3 separate regions of the Pan troglodytes genome follow, and regions 1 and 3 are each linked to region 2. Evidence: chromatin contacts called from public Hi-C and HiChIP or PLAC-seq data. All regions are on one chromosome and are shown on one strand. The core of a region is the stretch at or near the end of the contact, and the rest is flanking DNA. Distances in the headings are between cores, read along the strand shown.

What was found. A called contact is a pair of places that touch in the nucleus more often than the background predicts. HiChIP or PLAC-seq counts read pairs in DNA pulled down with a chosen protein or histone mark.
Region 1: a contact with region 2 is called in a Hi-C map of stem cell-derived neural progenitor cells, with 5 times the contacts expected there. The contact joins the enhancer-like site here to the promoter of SRL in region 2. A contact is called at or near these places in 1 of 7 Hi-C or Micro-C datasets (stem cell-derived neural progenitor cells) and 1 of 1 datasets of contacts at active chromatin or transcription factors (stem cell-derived excitatory neurons).
Region 3: an H3K4me3 HiChIP or PLAC-seq map of stem cell-derived excitatory neurons shows a contact between it and region 2, with 5 times the contacts expected there. The contact joins the promoter of CREBBP here to the promoter of SRL in region 2. A contact is called at or near these places in 1 of 7 Hi-C or Micro-C datasets (stem cell-derived neural progenitor cells) and 1 of 1 datasets of contacts at active chromatin or transcription factors (stem cell-derived excitatory neurons).

Annotation. Positions count from the first base shown.
Region 1 is chr18:6,586,559-6,589,588 of NHGRI_mPanTro3-v2.0_pri, forward strand. No RefSeq gene overlaps it. Among named protein-coding and RNA genes, the nearest start is that of CREBBP, 59 kb to the left of the region's middle. Within about 2 kb of position 1,478, at least 9 of the 24 cell types and tissues checked have an H3K27ac peak or open chromatin away from gene starts, as enhancers often do. A contact at or near this core is called in stem cell-derived neural progenitor cells, where this site is marked.
Region 2 is chr18:6,899,854-6,902,791 of NHGRI_mPanTro3-v2.0_pri, forward strand. SRL (sarcalumenin) reads right to left here and starts at 1,392. Exons shown (of 8, transcript XM_063797662.1): 1 at 1-1,392.
Region 3 is chr18:6,527,307-6,530,060 of NHGRI_mPanTro3-v2.0_pri, forward strand. It overlaps CREBBP (CREB binding protein), which reads right to left and starts at 1,458. Exons shown (of 31, transcript XM_523285.8): 1 at 1,140-1,458. The coding sequence starts at 1,224.

The sequences.
Region 1 (3,030 bases), core at 228-2,727, 310 kb before region 2:
TCCTGCCTCAACCTCCCAAGTAGCTGGGATCACAAGCACATGCCACCATGACCGGTTAATTTTTGTATTTTTAGTAGAGATGGGGGTTTCACCATGTTGGCCAGGCTGGTCTCGAACTCCTGACCTCAGGTGATCCTCCCGCCTTGGCCTCCCAAAGTGCTGGGATTACAGGCGTGGGCCACTGCGCCCGGCCTAAATTTGAATTTCAAATGTCAAATTATTTTTTTTAGTCTAAGTATATCCCAACTCATGCACTATTTGGGATATACTTATACTACAAAAATTACTCATTGTTGATCTCACCCTCATAGTTACATGTACACCCTGTATTTTTATTTGCTAAATCTGGCAACATCCACTGGACAGGAAATTCAAAGATCCAGATTCTAGTCCTGGCTTTGCGCTAACGAGGAGTTGGAGCAAAGAGGGTGCTGCTTCTCAGGCCTCTGGTTAAAAGAAGCCCCTCTCCACCTCCCTCACCGCCTCCACCATCCAGGGTGAGAGAGGTACCGTCAGACACGCCAGAGCTAGACCCCAAGCGGATGCTTTCTAGGGCAAGGTGAGATTTTGCAGGAAAGGAGTGCATAGGCGTGCACAGGGGACGCGCGCTAAGCGTAAGGCGGCGTTCTCAATGCTTAGCAGTGCATTGGGATCGCCTGGTGAACGGGAACGCCTGGTGAACGGGAACGATACTGACGTCCAGCGCCCCTACTCCCAATTCGACTGGTCTAAAGTGGGGCCCAGATACTTGTCTTTTTTTTTTTTTTTTTTTAAGTTCCACAGTGACTCCGCTGTGACCTGCACAGTTAAGAAACTGCAGGAGTCCGGGCGGTTTCCAAGGATGGGTCAGGGGCTGAAGGCGGTCTATGCAACTGGCCCCGGGCTTGCCGAGCTGGAAGAGCCCCTGAGTGGCACTGGAGCCACTTCCGCCTGCATGAAGAAAGGGGTGCCGGGAGGACTGAGGAACTAGGACCCCATCCCTGTTCCTGAGCCAGCGCCCGTCCCACCTCTGGCACGGTGCCTCCAGAAACCCAACAGGGGGAGCGCCTGGACCCCAGGCAGGACGCCGCGTGGGGGACGCTGGCTGTGGACGCCTGTCCCGAGGGCGGCCAGAGGCTGGCTCTGAATCCCAGGATGCCCAGGCCACGCTCGCTCAGTCCCGGAGCTTGGGACTTCTGAAGCCGCGGGGCCTCGTTTGGGGTCGCAAGTCTGAGCGCTCCGGCTCTGGTTGGCGCTAGGTGGCGCCCGAGAGCGCGCCAGGCTCACCCTGGGGAGACCTGGGGCCCGCCGGGGTCTCCCTGCTCTGGCGCAGGCAGATCATCGACCCCTGCGTGGCGCAGTTACAGGATCCTTGGGCGGTGCCATGCAATGCCTTCTCAAGGCCCAGCACTTCGCCCGGTCCCTGGGAGGGATGGACAGTCGTGCGCCCCATAGAGGTTTGGGTCAACAGCCTGCATATAGGACCGTGGTCCCATAAGATTTTCACGGAGCTGAAAAATTCTTAACATTCTTATGGCCTAGAGACTTCATAGGGGAACGCATTCCTCACGAGTTTGTGGTGATGCTGGTGTAAACCAACCTACCGTGCTGCCAGTCATATAAAAGTCTAGCACATGTAATTATGCACCGTACATAATACTCGGTAATGATAATAAACAACTGTGTTACTGGCTTAGGTATTTACTACACTATACTTTTTTCATTTCATTTTGTTTTGTTTTTATAGAGACAGGGTCTCGCTCTGTTGCCTAGGCTGGAGTACAGTGGTGTGACCATAGCTCGCTGTAGGCTTGGCCTCTGGAGCTCAAACAATCCTTCTGCCTCAGCCTCCTGAGTAGCTGAGACTACAGGTGTGCGCCACCACTCCTGGCTATTTTTAAAAAATTTTTAGTAGAGACAAGGTTTGACGAAGTTGCCCAGGCTGGCCTTGAACTCTTGAGCTCAAGCGATCCTCTGACCTTGGCCTCCCAGAGTGCTGGGATTACAGGCCTGAGCCATGGTGCCTGGCCCTTATTGTTCCTTAGAGTGCACTCATATTTTTTTACAGTTACCCGTAAAACAGCCTCGGGCAGGCCTTTCAGGAGGTATTCTAGAAGGAAGCATTATTATCACAGGAGATGACAGTCTGCATACACATTGCCTCTGAAGACCTTCCAGTGGGACGAGATGTGGAGGTGGAAGACAGTGACATTCATGATCGTGACCCTGGGTAGGCCTAGGCTAATGTGTATGTGTGTCTTAGTTTTTAATGAAAAAGTTTAAAAAGTTTAAAAAAAATTAATAGAAAAGGCTGTCCAGGCACAGTGGCTCCCGCCTGTAATCCCAGCACTTTGGGAGGCCGAGGCGGGCAGATCACCTGAGGTCAGGAGTTTGAGACCAGCCTGGCCAACATGGTGAAACCCCATCTCCACTAAAAAATACAAAAATTAGCCGGGCATCGTGGTGGACGCCTGTAATCCCAGCTACTTGGGAGGCTGAGGCAGGGAGAATTAATTGCTTGAACTCAGGAGACGGAGGTTGCGGTGAGCTGAGATCGCGCCACAGCGCTCCAGCCTGGGCAACAGAACGAGACTCCTTCTAGAAGAAGAAAAAAGTTAATAGGGTCAGGTGCAGTGGCTCACACCTGTAATCCCAGCACTTTGGGAGGCAGAAGTGGGTGGACTGCTTGAGCTCAGGAGTTTGAGACCAGCCTGGGTAAGGTGGCGAAACCCTGTCTCTACATAAAATACAAAAATTAGCCGGGAGTGGTGATGTGCGTCTGTAGTCCCAGCTATTTGAGAGGCTGAGGTGGGAAGATCGCTTGAGCCTGGGAGGTCAAGGCTGCAGTGAGCCAAGACTGTGCCACTGCACTCCAGCCTGGGTGACAGAGTGAGACCCTATCTCAAAAAAAAAAAAAAAAAGCTAATAGAATAAAGACATAACGAAAATAAATATCTTTGTACAATGTGTTTGATGTGTTTGTGTTTTAAGCTGTGTTATTACAAAAAAGTAAAAAAGTTAAAAAAATTAAAAAGTTTATAAAGTAAAAAA
Region 2 (2,938 bases), core at 142-2,641:
GACGGGCAGATCACCTGAAGTCAGAAGTTTAAGACTAGACTGGCCAACATGGTGAAACCCGTCTCTACTAAAAATACAAAAAAATTAGCTGGGCGTGGTGGCGCACACCTGTAATCCCAAATAACTCGGGAGGCTGAGACAGAAGAATCACTTGAACCCGGGAGGCAGAGGTCCACTGCACTCCAGCATGGGTGACAAACCGAGGCTCTGTCTCAAAAACAAATAGAGATGAGGTCTTGCTATGTTGTCCAGGCTAGTCTAGAAATCCAGGGCTAAAGCCATCTTCCCCCTTCAGCCTCTCTAGTAGCTGAGACTACAGGTTAGAACCACCAACCCAGACTTCTCCCTGTACATTTCGATAATTATTTCAAAACTTAAAAATCTGAAAGAAAGCAAACTGCTTGATAGTGGCAGAAAGCAAGCATGAGGGGATTCTGGGGCTTGCTGGGGGTGTTGGCTACCTGGGTGTATGTTCAGTTTGTGAAAATTCACGGAGCGCCTAAGCTATGCACCCTCTTCTGAATGTGTTACCCAGTACTCCAATAAAAGGCTTTTGGCCCTGCAGAGGTGGCTCACGCCTGTAATCCCAGCACTTTGGGAGGCCAAGGCGGGCGGAGCACCTGAGGTCGCGAGTTCGAGACCAGCCTGACCAACATGGAGAAACCCCGTCTCTACTATAAGTACAAAATTAGCCGGGCGTGGTGGCGCATGCCTGCAATCCCAGCTACTCAGGAGGCTGAGGCGGAAGAATCGCTTGAACCCGGGAGGCGGGGGTTGCGGTGAGCCGAGATCGCGCCACTGCACTCCAGCCTGGTCAACATGAGCTAAATTACGTCTAAAAAAAAAAAAATTAAAACAGCCGAGCTGGAGGTGTGTGCCTGTAATCCCAGCTACTCAGGAGGCTGAGGCGGGAGGCTTGCTTGAGCCCGGAAGATGGAGGCTGCAGTGAGCCGAGATCGCGTCACTGCACTCCATCCTGGGCGACACAGCACGACTCTTTTAAAAACAGGTTTTGTTGAGTGCCGCATTGATCCGGTCCCTCCCACGCCCCCTGTGCTTCACAAAAACGTCAGGTCCGAGCTCCGGCGCGGCGGTCTCCTCCGGCGCGGCGGTCTCCTCCGCGGGTCTGGCCCGGGACTCGGCAGAAGGACGAGCAGCTCCTTGGGGCCGGCAGTCTCCCATCGCACTCAGATTGACACGGCAATGTTTCGGATACTTTGGGTAAAAATTAAATGTTTTACGAAAAGTCCTGTCACCCGTTTCTTGATTAGTTTTTACGGCGGCTTCCAGAACCTTTCGTCAGCGCGAGCTCAGTGCCCGGAGGCCGCCGTCACCTGCTCTCCGGTAAGGCCCTGGGCAGGCGGGCAGCGCGCTGAAGGAGTCCGGGAGCAGATCGTGCGTGAGAGCGCGCGCGCGCGCCAGGCGCGGGGGCGGGGCCAGACGTGCGTGCTGGCGGGAGCGCGCGCGCCATGGCCTGAGGCGTCTGGGAACATGCGCGGCGAGGGGACGGGCGGGGCGAGTCCGGGAAGGGGCGGGGCCGCAGCCGCGCCCCTGACTTCCACCGCCTGCGGGTGAGACCGCCTACCATCGCCCGGCGCGCTTGAGCATGCAAGGGGAGGTGGGATTCCCCTGGCCCGCCCCCAAGCCACGCCTCTGGCCTATGAGAACTGAGCTGTCCCGCAGGGACCGAGAGAGGAGCCTCCGCTTTCGCAGGGGCTGGGCGTTCCGGGCGCACTGCGCCCTCTGTTGATCCTCTTAGGAGCTGCGTGGGGACCGTCGGGCCTGCCGTTTCGCACCTGGCCGAAAGGGGTCGCTGTGCCGGGCCAGCTCCTATGTAACTTTAGCTGGATAATCTCAGCAAGAGAAAATTGGCTGCAGTGCAAAGAAGCCAGGCTCAAAAGGCTGAGTTATCCCATTTATATGACATGTCACAGGTAAGACTATAGCAACATAGATCAGTGGCTCCTAGGGGCTGGGTTGACCACCAAGAGGCATGGGGAGCATTGGAAATGAAGGAACTAATTCATATTTTTTTATTTTGCTTTGGTTTTATTATTTATCTATTTATTTATTTTTGAGACAGTTTCGCTCTTGTTGCCCAGGCTGGAGTGCAATGGCGCGATCTCGGCTCACCGCAACCTCCGCCTCCTGGGTTCAAGCGATTCTCGTGCCTTAGCCTCCCGAGTAGCTGGGATTACAGGCATGCGCCACCACGCCCAGTTAATTTTGTATTTTTAGTAGAGACAAGGTTTCTCCATGTTGGTCAGGCTGCTGTCGAACTCCCGACCTCAGGTGATCCGCCCACCTTGACCTCCCAAAGTGCTGGAATTACAGGCGTGAGCCACCGCACCCGGCATGTTTTATTTTTTTTTAATCATATCGTGATCATAGTGGTGGGTAGGAAACTACGCATTTGCGTGTAGGAAACACGCAAAACCAAATATCAGAAAGTGTGACTTCTACTAAATGTAACTACTTTCATTTTTTAAATTTTTTTTTTTTTTTTTTTTTTTTTTAAGATGGAGCGTCGCCCTGTCACCCAGGCTGGAGTGCAGTGGCACAATCTCAGCTCACTGCAACCTCCACCTCCCGGGTGCAAGTGATTCTCCTGCCTCAGCCCCACCAGTAGCTGGGACCACAGTTACTGGCATTCGCCACCATGCCAGGCTAATTTTTGTATTTTTAGTAGAGACGGGGTTCCACCATGTTGGCCAGGCTGGTCTCAAACTCCTGACCTCAAGTGATCCGCCCACCTCGGCCTCTCAAACTGCTGGGATTACAGGCATGAACCACTACTGTGCCCAGCCTAATTTTTGTATTTTAGTAGAGTTGGGGATTCACCATGTTGGCCAGGCTGGTCTTGAACTCCTGACCTCATGTGATCCACCCGTCTCGGCCTCCCAAAGTGCTGGGATTACAGGTGTGAGCCACCACGCCC
Region 3 (2,754 bases), core at 208-2,707, 370 kb before region 2:
TTCATTAGAAACTGATTTTCAGATGCTACCACTGCAAGACTACTGGAGAAATGCAAGCTGCGCTGGAGATGGAATTGTTCGCAGCGGCACACAAGTTTTTGCGGCAAAGGAGAGAGCTCTAAAAGAGGAAATACAACTAGTTCATGTTACTATGAACCAGCGCAGTGGGACCCAGAATTACTGAATTAATAGAAAACTAAATACTTCTCTTAAGCAGCTATGATAACTTAAGAAAGTTTCCAGGGAAGCCGTCTAATGAAAGGAAACAAACAAACAAAAAGATGATTTATTCAGTATCCTGCTACATTTTTTTGAAAAATTGGAATTCCTACATTCCTTAACATAATTCTTTGTACATCTACACTGTGAAAGCAACACAAACTCAAATGTAGATTGCAGCCCAAATGAACTTAAATCTGCTGTTTAACTTTCTTTTGAAGTTATACATGGAAATGAAACACACCACAGCAACTTTCATGACATCTTGCTAACGAAGTTTGGGTTTTGAAAAATGGAATGACTAGTTGACTAAAAACACACACGCACACACACACACACACACACACACAAAACAAGGAGTTTTGAAAATAAGCACTAAGCATCTTTCCAAGGAACTCACTCATTCCAAGAAACTTCGGTTCTAACTCGCAAGCTGGCGGCTGCTGTGAGTGTCCTCTGACTGCAGCCTGGTCAATGTGTCGCCAATCCAGAAAACACACTGCCCTACCTTTGGCCGCGATCTTGCTTTCTCTAAGCATCAAAGGTACCCTCCGCTGTCATTCCTCTGGACGGCCACGCGTGTGGACACGGCCGCGGATGGATGCGTAGGGCATTACCAAAAAAACCCACACGCTGCACTTTACTTCTTCCCTCCTGGAGTGCCACTAGGGTCCCCGCGAGGAGGGCTGATCGGGTGCGGGGAGGCCGAGTGCACCGGGCGTGTGCTGACCAACTCGGGCCCAGTGACAAGTCCTGCGACGAACTTCCACCCTCCCGCGCGGGGCGAGGGGAACGGGCTGCGGGGCCTGCTCCGAGCTCCCGGCTCGATCGGTATCCGCGACCACGACCCCCGGACGCTCTCTTTCAGGTGGGGGTGACAGCGCGCCCCGGGTCCCCGCCGCCCCGGACCCCCTCCTCACCTGTGCTGTCATTCGCCGAGAAACCGGGCGAGCTGAGTTTGGCTCTTTTGGGGTTGGGCGGTCCGTCCAGCAAGTTCTCAGCCATTTTCACCTGCTCGCGAAAACAGCCCCGGGCGCGGGCGGCCGGGCCGGCGAGGGCCCGGACGGGGGTCGGGGGCCCTACCGGCTGCGAGGGAGAGGAGCGAGCGCGGGCCGCGAGCGGGCGGGCGGGCGCCGAGGGAGAGGGAGGGCGCAGGCCGGGTGGGGGAGGCGGCGGCCAAATCTCAGCCACAGCAACAGCGCCCCGCAGCGCTCACCGCCCGCCCCCGGCCGCCGCCGCCGCCGCCGCCGGCCGCGGCCCCCTCATCCCCTGCCCGCCTCCCGAGCGCGACACTCCGCGGTGGGGGCGCCCCGGCGGCCCGGCCGCCCCCCCGGGCCCGGCTGGCAGCGACGGCGCCCGGCCGGGCGGCTCAGGCAGTCCCCGAGAACATGGTGCCGCCGCCGCCGCCTCGCTCCCCCCCCGCGCCCCACTTAATGAATTCGCTCGCGGCCCGACGACGAGGGGGCTCCGGGCTCCGCTCCCCGCCCGCGGCCCGCCGCCGCCGCCGCCGCCGCCGTGAGGAAAAACAATGCGCCGAGCGGGGTCGCCGCCGCCGCCGCGGCCCCCCCACCCCCGTTCCGCCGCCGCCGCCGCTGCCGCCGCTGCCGCCGCCGCCGCCGCCGGGCTCCGGGAGGCCGAGCAGAGAGGCGAGCGGGGCCGCCGGGGCGGGCGCCGAGGGCCGGGCGGAGCGGGCCGGCCGGGCGGAGCGGGGTGCGCGGGCGGTTGTGGGGCCCGGGACCGGCGGGGCCGAGTAGATCGCGCTCGAAGCCCCGGTCGGGTCCGCGACAAGATGGCGGCTGTTGATTCCTCAATTAAAAAAAAAAGAAAGTTTTTTTTCTTCTCTTTCCAGAGCCTGAACGGGGAGGGGGTGGGGGCGGGGCACGCCGGTGCGTCACCCCCCCGCGGCGTCACCACGCACGGCCCCCGCCCCGCCCCCTCCACCTGCGCCGGCCGTGGCGGAAAGAGCCGAGCGTGCTCGGGCCGAAGGGCTGAAGGCGCGGCCGCCAAGCGTAGGGAAGCGGGCGGCCGGGCGCGGGCCAGGCCTGCGGGGCGCCTGGGCTCCGGGCTGAGCCACAGCTTTTGTTCTGATGGCGACCAGGCGTAGAGGGCCGGGGCTCCAGGCCCCAGCGGGCTCCGGGAGCGGCGGCCTGGCCGCGGGCTGGGCTCTCGGGCGCGGATTCGACGCCAGCCCGGGCCCGCCCGTCCCGCTGGGGCGGCGCTGCGTGTTCCCAGCTCCTTGCGTCCCTTCCCCAGACCCTCCTAGGTGGCGTCGGTCGGGAACGGTCGGGGCGACCCCAGCCCAGGCCGCGCCACTAGCCTTCGCCGCCGGCCAGGGAAGTGGAATGGCCTCTGCAGGTTACAGACCGCCCTTGGGTCCTGCCGACGAGGTGGGCGGATGGGGAAACTGAGGCGGGGGGCGAGCAACTGCTCCAAAGTGGTCGAGGCAGGAAGTGGCAGGGCCGGGATTCGGGTCCCGCCCTACCTCGTGACACTAGGGAGTGAGGGGGCCTCACGCCTGTTCGCATCCCAAGGCGG